2 separate regions of the Oryctolagus cuniculus genome follow, and region 1 is linked to region 2. A link is a contact called in public Micro-C data. All regions are on one chromosome and are shown on one strand. Each heading gives the region's core, a stretch centred on a gene start, on an enhancer-like site or on the middle of the called end of the contact. The rest is flanking DNA. Distances are from core to core; before and after follow the strand shown.

Region 1 (5,709 bases), core at 2,752-5,251, 90 kb after region 2:
AACTGAGGTATGAAACTGCACAAGCACCATCCTGACGGCGCAGGCTCCCCAGCCCTCGACAAACACCTGCCTGGGTGCGTCCCAGGCTGTCTGGACTCACAGATTGAAAGCTTGCTGGGCACAGTCACAAACCGGTTGGTCTAGGGAGTTACTCTTCGGTGCTGTGAGGTGGGATTGATTTCTCCTTTTTTCCCTTTCTCCTCTTCATGCAGGTGGATTGTAAGGACACCACTTCCAAGGCAATTCACAGCATATTTAAGAATGCCATACAGCTTCTGCAGGAGAAAGGCCTTGTTTTCCAGAGAAGTGGAGGTTTTGATGACCTGTACTATGTGAGTGACCTGCAGTTTGTTTCCCTTACTAGCTTCAAGTACAAGAATTACAAGTGTGTTTCTTTTCTTTTTTTTCTTTTAAAGATTTAACTTATTTGAAAGGCAGGGTGACAGGAAAAGAACGATAAAGCATTCTGGGGCGGTGCTGTGACATAGCGGGTAAGCAGTGCTGGGATCCCACATGGGTGCTGTGACGTAGTGGGTAAGCCCACTGCTGGCAGTGCTGGGACCCCACATGGGCGCCGGTTCAAGTCCCTGCTGCTCCACTTCCGATCCCGCTCTCTGCTATGGCCTGGGAAAGCAGTAGAAGATGGCCCGAGTCCTTGGGCCCTGTACCTGTATGGGAGTTCTGAAAGAAGCTCGTGGCTCCTGGCTCCTGATTGGTACAGCTACCATTTAAGGAGTGAACCAGCGAATTGAAGGCTTTTCTCTCTCTCTCTGTCTGCCTCTCCTCTCTGTAACTCTTTCAAATAAATAAATATTAAAAAAAATGCATTCTTCCATCCGCTGGTTCACTCCCCACATGGCCGCAATAGCCAAGTGTGGGCCAGGTTGAAGCCAGGAGCCAGAAACTCCATCCTGGTCTCCCACATAGGTGACAGGAACCCAATACTTGGCCTGTCTTCTGCTGTTTTCCCAGACACATTAGCAAGAGCTGGTTTAGGAGTGGAGCAGCCGGAATGTAAATATACCAAGTGGTAGTTTAACCCACTGTGCCACGCCAGCCCCACAAGTATATTTGTTGCTTAAAAATACCTACTTACTGCTTTCAAAATCTTTTTTTTTTTTTTTTGACAGGCAGAGTGGACAGTGAGAGAGAAAGAGACAGAGAGAAAGGTCTTTCTTTTGCTGTTGGTTCACCCTCCAATGGCCGCCGCGGCCGGCGCGCTGCAGCCGGCGCACCGCACTGATCCAATGGCAGGAGCCAGATACTTACCCTGGTCTCCCGTAGGGTGCAGGGCCCAAGTACTTGGGCCATCCTCCACTGCACTTCCCTGGCCACAGCAGAGAGCTGGCCTGGAAGAGGGGCAACTGGGACAGAATCCGGCGCCCCGACCGGGACTAGAACCCGGTGTGCCGGTGCCGCAAGGCGGAGGATTAGCCTAGTGAGCTGCGGCGCCGGCCTCAAAATCATTTTTAAGGGAGGTGCGTAAACTCAGAAGTGAAGGCTGGTTTTTATTTTCCCCTGGGGTGCCTTTTACTGACACTCATCTGTGCTTCACAAATGCACACAGGTGCACATGTGTGCCTGTGGCAAGACATGTAATCGTCGTCTACATCAAGGCTCGGCACTCTTTGGGTCCCAGGACTGATGGTTGTGGGGCCTGACCTGTGCAGTGGAGGACGTAGAGCAGTAGCTGAGACATTGCCACGTGTCCCTGAGGCAGTTAAGAACCACTGCTGGAAATAACATGAGCTCCTTCTTTTGGTTCCAGGAGAGCTCACCCCAGGTAGTTTTCTACTCCCAGGCTCCCTCACTCTTCTGAATGCCTTCCTCCATCCTGTGGGGGACTTGCCATCAATGTATTAGCCATTCCTTTGTGATGGACACTTAAGACGCTTCTAGCCTCTGCTATCACCAAGGTGGCCACACCTGCACGTGCTCTCTGTGAGTGTGCATCAGTGTTGGTGTACCATGGACTGTTCGAGGAAGAGGCGCAGGAGCACAGGGCCTGTGTGTTTAAGCTTTCAGTGAGCACCGTCTGAACATCCTCAGGCCATGCAGGTGACACTGCACCCAGTGCTTACTGGCCTCGTTCTGTGCACACACCTTTAATATTGAAGGAGCCACGCTGAAGATGGGCCTGGGCCAGCGCCACAGCTCAATAGGCTAATCCTCCGCCTTGCGGCACCGGCACACCAGGTTCTAGTCCCAGTCGGGGCACTGGATTCTGTCCCGGTTGCCCCTCTTCCAGGCCAGCTCTCTGCTGTGGCCTGGGAGTGCAGTAGAGGATGGCCCAAGTGCTTGGGCCCTGCACCCCATGGGAGACCAGGAAAAGCACCTGGCTCCTGCCTTCAGATCAGCGCGGTGCGCCGGCCGCGGCGGCCATTGGAGGGTGAACCAACGGCAAAAGGAAGACCTTTCTCTCTGTCTCTCTCACTGTCCACTCTGCCTGTAAAAAAAAAAAAAAAAAAAAAAAAAAAAAAAAAAAAAAAAGATGGGCCTGCTCAGGACCACTGAGCTAGTCGCCCACATGTGGCTTGTGTGGCTTTTGTTCCCTGTGATCCTCTTAGAGACAGGGGAAGCCAAGCAAGGCCCCCGGGGCAGCTTTCCCTAACACGCATTTTCTGGTACTGGTTGACCCTAGAGAGTCCTCGTTTGAGAGGTTTTTAGAGTTGAGCTGTGTCTCAATGACTTCTGGAAGAAGGTGAGTGTGGCGCACCCTGTCCCGGGAGGAGGAGAGGTTGGGGTTCGCTGCCTCACGCTTGTGTGAGCCCCCTGGGACACGCCTTTCTGCAGGGCCACAGGCAGCAGCCAGGGCGAGGTGTGGCAGGGCTGGGCACTTCCTCCTATGAATCACCGTGAGTTGGAATGGGGTGATGAGGCAGGCCTAGATCTCCTGCCCTCTCTGGCTTCACTCCTGCCACCAGTGCCTGCCTCCGGGAAGGGCCTGTCGTGCTGTGTAAATACTTGTGCTTCCACAGGGCTTGCCAGCTCTCAGAGGCTCTCCCACACTGCTTGTTGAATCTTCACCCTAAGCTTGTGAGTTGAGAGAAGGCAGTGTTGCCACTGTCCCTGCTGTGTAAGTCAGGAGGCAGGCCTTCTGGGCTCTGAAGTAGAATCATAACGCTTGGCTTGAAGCTGGTTTTCATGTTTTGTTCCTCCCTTTCTCTTTCTCTCTCTCACTCACTCACCCCTATTCCTGTTACCCTCTGGTCTATTCCTTTTTTTGTTGTTGTTATTAGATTGACTTGAATTTGAGGGTGAAGCCCAAAGGATTGCTGCTTCCCTCTTTTCTGAACTTCTTGAGAAGGAAACATGGTTACACCTGCCTTTGAGGGCAGAGTATGGTGGTGGATAAGCTGGATTCACTCCCTTGCTAGCTTTTCCTGACAGTTTTTTGTTGTTGTTTGTTTGTTTTCCCATATGGGTAGAAGGAAGAAAACGAAATATTAGACAGGGATGGGCACTGAGCAGTTAAGGTGTGTGTTCCATATCAGAGTACCTGGATTTGAGTCCCAGCTCCAGCTCCTGATTCTAGCTTCATTGCTCATGTGCACCCTGGGAGGCAACAGCGATGGCTCAAGTAGTTGGGTTTCTTTTTTTTTTTTTTTTTTTTTTTTTAATTTTTGACAGGCAGAGTGGACAGTGAGAGAGAGAGACAGAGGGAGAAAGGTCTTCCTTTGCCGTTGGTTCACCCTCCAATGGCCGCCGCTGCAGCCGGCGCACCGCACTGATCCGATGGCAGGAGCCAGGATCCAGGTGCTTTTCCTGGTCTCCCATGGGGTGCAGGGCCCAAGCACCTGGGCCATCCTCCACTGCACTCCCTGGCCATAGCAGAGAGCTGGCCTGGAAGAGGGGCAACCGGGACTAGAACCCGGTGTGCCGGCGCCGCAAGGTGGAGGATTAGCCTATTGAGCCACGGCGCCGGCCCATCAAGTAGTTGGGTTTCTGCCGTCCACTTGGGAGACCTGGATTGGACTCATGACTCCCAGCCCTGGCTGCTTCAGGGATTTGAGCAGCAAACCAGTGGATGAGAATGCACAACCACTTGCATGCTCTGTGTGCATGTGTGTGTGTGAGAGAGATTCTGAAATAAATCAAAAGTTTAACTCTGTGAGACAGGGCCAAGAAAAGGGAACTTGGAATAATAGACTGGAGGTTTGGATCACTATGTCTTCTTTAAAAACATAAAAGCAAGCCAGAGCACTTGTAAGGGTGTGTCATGAGTGTTTAAAAGGAAAGAAGCTCCTTCCAAGTGCAGAATTCCAGGTGTTCTTTCTGTCTTGGCCCTAGTGAGCCAGCTCTGGGCCAGCCACAGAGCTGTGAGCTGCGCAGGACAGAACTGGTTTGACAATAGGCCAACTATGGAAAGCCACATGGTTCACGTCAGGAAGATAATTGTTATAAAACCTTTAGAAACTACTCTAAATGCCGATGTGGGAGTCTGGAAGCCACAACTGTGGTGTTATCTCAGAACTCTTCTCTGCACTATTTTTCCTACTTAGGTAACCAGAGAAGACAAGGACCTGCATAGAAAGATCCACCAGATCATCCAGGAAGACTGCCAGAAACCACACTGTAAGTGGCGCCATGCAGAGAGGGCCCTTGGTGCACTGGAAGGGAATGCACACTCCCAGGGGCAGGGGAGGAAGAGTCTAGAGGCCTGGGGCTTGTCCCCTTAGTGCTGTGGCAAGGTGGTGGTCAAGGCCTGTGCCCTCTCTCAGCTTTGGTTGTCTCCTCTCTGGGGTGAACGTTAGACTAGCACAGTTCTGATCTTGGGCTGCGCATGAGGGTCAGCCTCAGAGCTCTTTTAAACACTTAGTGCCCAGGTTTCTCCCCTGGGGATTCTGATTCTGTAGGGATCGAGGTGGGGGCTGGAAGGCAGCCTCCTTTGGTGATCTTGCTACTATGAGGAAAGCCACTGCACTGGACCGGCTCATGCCTTTCTCCTTCTCATGTCTTCTCTGAGTTGTGTGATTTTGTGTTCCATGCTTGTCTGTGTCTGTGTCCACAAATGTGACATTTCCCTGTTCTGGCATCAAGAAATGTTAGGAGTAGCCTGGTGTTAGAAGTAGTCCTAGACGCACAGTTTGTGAAAGGTCTAATTCAGTCATCTTGGAAACTGCGAATTTACAAAAGCTGTTTGAAAATAGTTGGTTTAGTGAAGTTAGGTCAGCCCCTAGTGGTTAGACACACAAACTGCAGCCACTCTCACAACACAAACACTGGTTAGGAGCAGAGAACATCACTCCTATCTTTAAATCTGCCAGCCCTAAAGGTGACTTTTCAAAGTCCACCTTTTGCAAACATACACTAACAATGAGTGTTGACACAGTCCACAACTGATGGGAGAAAGGAAGTGGAAAGGTTTGTTAATGACCCCAGCTCCTACTCCGCCTTCCGGTCCTTTCAGCCCATCCATCCCTTGGGCATGGTCCTGCCCCAGGCTGTCAGTGGGTGGGGCTGGGCCAGGTCTCCAGCCCTGGTGTTTGTAACCTGATGAAATCAGATCCCAGATCGTGTGACAAGATGCCTTAAAACAAACTCAGGGCATGCTGTAAGTTAATGCAGTGAATTACTGTTGTTCCTTTCACTCAGAAAAATAAAAGCAAATTGAAGGGAAATCCCAGCTACCCAGACACACAGGAGCTTCGGAGAGCGGTGCGGCGGTGGTACTCTTTGGCCCACAAGGAATGGGAGATGCTCCCCTCC
Region 2 (5,329 bases), core at 2,045-4,544:
AAGTAATTATGTTAGAGATGTATTTATAATGTTGGACTAAGAGGAAGGAATACAACTGTGCTGGAAAAATGAATACCTATTTACAATGTAATCTTTGTGAGTTACCAATTTCCACAAACAAATGATTAGAAGTTTAGAAGTAGTTTTCTACTGCATACTACTACATAAAATGTTAAAGTTTGATAACTTTTCCCCACATAGAAAGAAGTCAGTAACTTTATAATTTCTAGGGAATCTTGAAAAGCAAAAATTTAGAGGCAAAGTTTTTAGGCCCAAATAGGTCAGATAAGTATAAAGTTTAAGTTTTCTTTTAAAAAAATTTTTTACACTCTATTCCTTAGAAGCCTGGAGTAATGAAATGAAAAAAGATGCAAGGAACTCAGATTCTTGAAATATCATCCTAAAACACAGTCAGTAAGCCCACAGAAATTATCCCTGAAACAATTAGTGTTTAACCACATGAAGTTGTTAATTTTCAGAAAACTTTCCATTTTTACCATAGACATTAACTTTGCAGAAACGGTCACTACAGAATAAACCACAGAAGTACTGATAGCTCACACAACCTGCCCCTGCCATGGGAAACTAAGGAAATGGTTTCCTGTTTAGTACCTTTTCCTGTCCCATCCCATATTTTACTTCTATGAATTCCAAATGTTAACAGTAACGTCTACCACTTATTAAGCCCTTTCTGTGTGACTTATATTTATTATCTCCTTTAATCCTAACATACTGAGTGGCAGGCCTTACTGATGAGGACAGTCAGGCATAGAACTTGTCAGTAACCTGCCCAAGGTCACACACTACTATGGAGAGAGGGAGCCGAGAAATGTTGACTCAAGAGCCACTGCCCTTAATACTCAGCTGTTTATATTTGATAAAACAACATATTTGCACCATGAAAACATGAAATCACCTGCTGCTTTCAAACTACAGGATGCCAGATGCCTTGAGGATTTGTTTTGCCTTTCCCAGCTAACTGCATACTCACGGAACGTTAATAGGTTAAGGGGTCTAAACAAACATTTAGGAAAACTTGGAACTTCACAGCCAAGAAAACAAAGGGGCAGAGAAGCTAAGTGACAGCCAACACTAACACACAACTCGACTCCCAGAAGAGATCTTCGCTCTGCACTAAAAGCCCTTCCTACACACATCTCACACAGTAAGCTCTTGCTGAAACCATACCCAGCCGTCCACCCAAACACTGAGGCCCACTTTGCAGACATGAACTTCAATAGCATTCACATGAGAACAATCTTGCACTTCAACAGAGATATGCTATGTGCTAAGGCAATGGTTAAACCCAGATGAACATCATAATGCTTTCGTTACAGAAATACAAACACACTAACTATAATGCGACAATTATGAACAATGTGTCTTGAAAGCACATAGAGAGGAGAGCGCATAAGGAACAAGATGCATTTGTGGCAGAGTAAAGTCAAAGGTAATGCTGCTTACAAAGCAAGGAAAATGCTGCCACTTCTACCAATTGATGTTAAAGTAAAAATATATATATAAATGAAGTCAGAAGATCTGAGTTCAAGTCAAAACTTGACTTGTATGAATAACTTGTTAATCTCAGTGTCCTCAGATGTGAAAGGTGGCTACTACTACTGACCTGTCCACCTCACCAGATTTTTGGAAAAGTCAATTACCTGAAAGTACTTAACAAACGGCAAACTTCCTATAAAAAAAAAACCAAGTTACTTATTTATGTTTTCACTTCTAGGCAACACTGTTGGTCCTTCCCCTAAACTGTGTCTCATAAAAGCCTTACCCTTCAAGATGAAAATATTCCAATGACATCACTCAAATGCTCCTTAGCAGACAGTAAACGGTTCACATGAATGCCTTCAGGTTAAAATGCCAAATCTTTCTATAGAAATAATATGTATACATACAATGCTTTATCCTTAGGCTTTGGTATTGACATCTAGTCAAAGCTTACTATAATTATATTTAGAAACTAGCACCAGATGCAAGTTTTCTCTTCTGGAAATTTTCTAAGAGATTCCATTCCATTTTATGCGATGTTGTCAAGCAACCACTCAAGGACAGACCAAGTAGCTATCACCTGGCTCTGATCCCAGGAGATGGGCTATATACTAGCTATAGCTACAGCCTAATGTATGCCCTGGACCCTAAAAAGAGAAATGCAAACAGGAACCAAACAAAAATCCACTAAAAAAGGTAACGAGTGTCCCACTGTAAGATCATTGGAGGCCCATGGCCAGACCCCTCCTGTAAATTACGGAACTCTCATTTCCTTGGAGTTTGACAGAGAAGCAGGAATAACCCGGTCCCCTCGATAAACTCCATCCAAGCCCCATTCTGTTGAATCCTTAAGCCCCCGGTCTAAGCGACTCCTTGGATGGTCGGCTAAAGAAAGTTCCAGCGCCTGGCCGCGAAGTCAAAAAGGAGGCAGGAAAGGGTCGCCGCAGCGTGAAGCCCCCGTGCCCCTGGGCCAGCGGCTGCTCTATCTCCCAGGCCACTTCCCGTCGTCTCCCTCTTACCTTGTACACTTTCCCGAAGGCTCCGTCGCCCAGCTCGCCTATGATTTCCCAAAACTCCTCGGGGTTCAGGTCCCTCTTCACGTGCTCGTACTGCTTCTTCTTCTTCTCGCTCCCCAACTTGAAGATCTTACGGAAATTGAAGAAGGACATTTTTCCTCCCCCACAGAGTTCCTTGCACTTAAGGACTAGAAACAACAATAAAAGGCAAAGTTTCTCCGCCTCCTTCTCCGCGCGAGCCCGGCGGACGGGCGGCGGCGCGGGGTCTCCGGCTCCCGCGGCTCCGGCCGGGCCGTCCCCGGAGAGGGCGGGGCAGCGCCCGGGGCTCCGGCCCGCGGCGAGGGGGGGCGCCCTGCGCCGAGCCCGGCTCGCCCGCCCGCCCGCCGCGCGATGGGGCGCCTGGCCCCCGGCCGGCCCGCGGGGGCTGCACCTGTGCGGACGCCCGTCCACCCGGTCCCGGCCCGGCCCGACGGCGCCCGGCGGGTCTGCACGCCCGCAGCCGCGGCGGCTTAGGCCCGTGTCACGACGAGTCTCCAGGGGCGGCGGCCACTCGGGGCGAGGGAAGCGGCCGGCAGCCGCTGAGACGAGCGCGCGAGAGGCCAAGCTCCCCGGCCGCGGGCAGCGAGCCTCGGGCCTCCTTCGCAGCCGTCTCTATTCCTGCGGCGCGAGGCCCGCGCGTCCCCTCAGCTCTGGGGCGCCGCCACCTCCGCCTCGCTCCCTCCCCAGCCCACACAGCCGCGGCCTGGAGCGCGCGCCGACGCCGACGCCGACTCCGCAGCGTGCCCGCGCGTTCCCCCGCCGCGCGCCCGCGCAGGGGCGGCCCCTTGAGCCCCGCGCACGCGCGTTGGCCCGCGCAGGCTGGCGGCGCCGAAGTGTTGGTGAGCCGAGTGCGGCGGGCCCTGGTTCCCTGCGGTCCCCCGAGGCGGGCCCGGCGCTGGCCCTGCGAACCCCGAATCCTCGTCAGCCTCTGGCTTTGTTCGTAGTGGCCCCCGCGTTGCGACGCTGGCGGATGTTGCCTCGGTGCTGGATGTGGGAAAAACTGTCAAGAATGAAAGCTCAGGCTTCCTGAGTGGAGCCGGGAAGTGGGCTTTGTTTTTAGCTCTTAAATTGATTCCAGAGGATAGTGAGAGGAGAGTGTGGGTGGCGCTGTGAGCCTTGGCTTGGGAGCCGGAGCCCTGTGGCCTGGAGCAGGTGACGCCCCCTTGCCTCAGTTTCCTCACGGCGCCTGCCTGGAGGTGGCAGCGAGGGCTCAGTGAGGCACCGGCACAAGCTCGTGGTCTCACAGCTGACACGGACCTAGAACAGTTGCTCGAGCCCACTGCTCCAGGGATGTCTGGGGGGGCTCTCCGCCGCCCGCCGGATGGCACGTCCAGCCTGGGACGGTGCTGCCCGGCTGGGGCCGTACCGGCATCGTCTGCAATCGGCCAGAAGGTGACCTGCCCTCCTCGCCTCCGGTCGCACTTTCGGGGCAGTGGCTGCTTGTTCAGCAAGGTGACCGAGTCGCGGGAGACGTCCTGGCGTGGGAGAGGCAGACGGGTCTGGCTGATGCGTGAGTGGAGGTATCCAGCAAGGCAGGGTTGCTGCTGTTTATATAATACCCACCTACCACCCCTCCCCGACCATTTTACCCTCCAGCCCCTACATGTTACAGCAAAACCCCTCTTCCAGGAGGAAGCTTAATATGATTCGGTTTCTCATGATCCTTCTACTTTTTAAGTTTTTATTAAGGTATAATTGATATACAATAGGCTGTACATTTGTGCACACACGTGAAAGCAATATTAATCTGCTTTAATTGGTATCATTTATGAAGAAAATAGAGAAATGCAAAAAAGAAATCAAATACAAGAGTAGTGGAATTCCACCGTCCAGAGGTAGCCATTGGAAAGAGTTCATTAAATTTCCAAACAGGTTTTTTTGGCCATGCTTTTTTTTTTTACATGAATGAGATTACTTTTCAGATTCCAGTACAATTAGTAATTATTCTCTCTTGCATCATGAGATATTTATAATCTTTATTTTAAATAAAACATTAATAAATATCTTTGCATACAAAATCCTTTTATACATGCTTGATTATTTCCTTGAGATAAATCACCAGAAAGAGATTTGGGCCAAAGGGTGTATGTCTGTTTCCTTTTTTGTTCTTTTCAAAATAGAAAAGACTACTATGTTCTCATGTTGAAAGATTGTGTATCAGGACTGGTGCTGTGGCACAACAGGTTAAGCCATCATTTGCAGCACCAGCACCCCATATGGGCACTGCTTTGAGACCCAATTATTCCATTTCTGATCAAGCTTCTTGCTAATGTGCCCAGGAAAGCAGCGGAAAATGACTCAAGTCCTTGGGTCCCAGCACCCACAAGGGAAACCCAGATGACATTCCTGGTTCCTGACTTCAGCCTGGCCCAGCCCTGGTCATTGGGCCATTTGGGGAGTGAACCAGCAGATGGGAGATCTTTCTCCTCGACTTTCAAATAAATGGATAAATCTTAAAAAAAAAAAAAAAAAAAGATTGTGTATCATTGTTGTTAATAATTCAGATACAGGAATTACAAACTCAGAAACTGTAATTTTCCTCTCCTGCCTTGCCCCCACTCAAATTCACCCCCAACCTAACCATTGTTAATAGTCAGGCCTGTACAATGGACATGTTTATGACATTGATGATTTCATGAATGAATACCATTTCCAAACGCATCAAACTGTATGCAAGAAATATAGACAGCTGTCTGTATATCAACCCTGCTTAGAGTTGTCATTAAGTCACTAGCAGTAGCCAGCATTATAGGGCAGTGGTTAAGCTACCACCT

Evidence for each region. Hi-C and Micro-C count contacts between places; a contact is called where the count stands out from the background.
Region 1: a Micro-C map of ear pinna shows a contact between it and region 2, with 4 times the contacts expected there. The contact joins the enhancer-like site here to the promoter of SLK in region 2. A contact is called at or near these places in 3 of 6 Hi-C or Micro-C datasets (ear pinna, liver and an unstated tissue).

The regions. Positions count from the first base shown.
Region 1 is chr15:26,176,705-26,182,413 of mOryCun1.1, forward strand. It overlaps STN1 (STN1 subunit of CST complex), which reads left to right. Exons shown (of 10, transcript XM_008270474.4): 8 at 213-332; 9 at 4,503-4,575. Among named protein-coding and RNA genes, the nearest start is that of SH3PXD2A, 37 kb to the right of the region's middle. Within about 2 kb of position 4,002, at least 3 of the 8 cell types and tissues checked have an H3K27ac peak or open chromatin away from gene starts, as enhancers often do. A contact at or near this core is called in ear pinna, where this site is marked.
Region 2 is chr15:26,087,230-26,092,558 of mOryCun1.1, forward strand. It overlaps SLK (STE20 like kinase), which reads right to left and starts at 3,295. Exons shown (of 19, transcript XM_002718721.5): 1 at 2,520-3,295. The coding sequence starts at 2,669.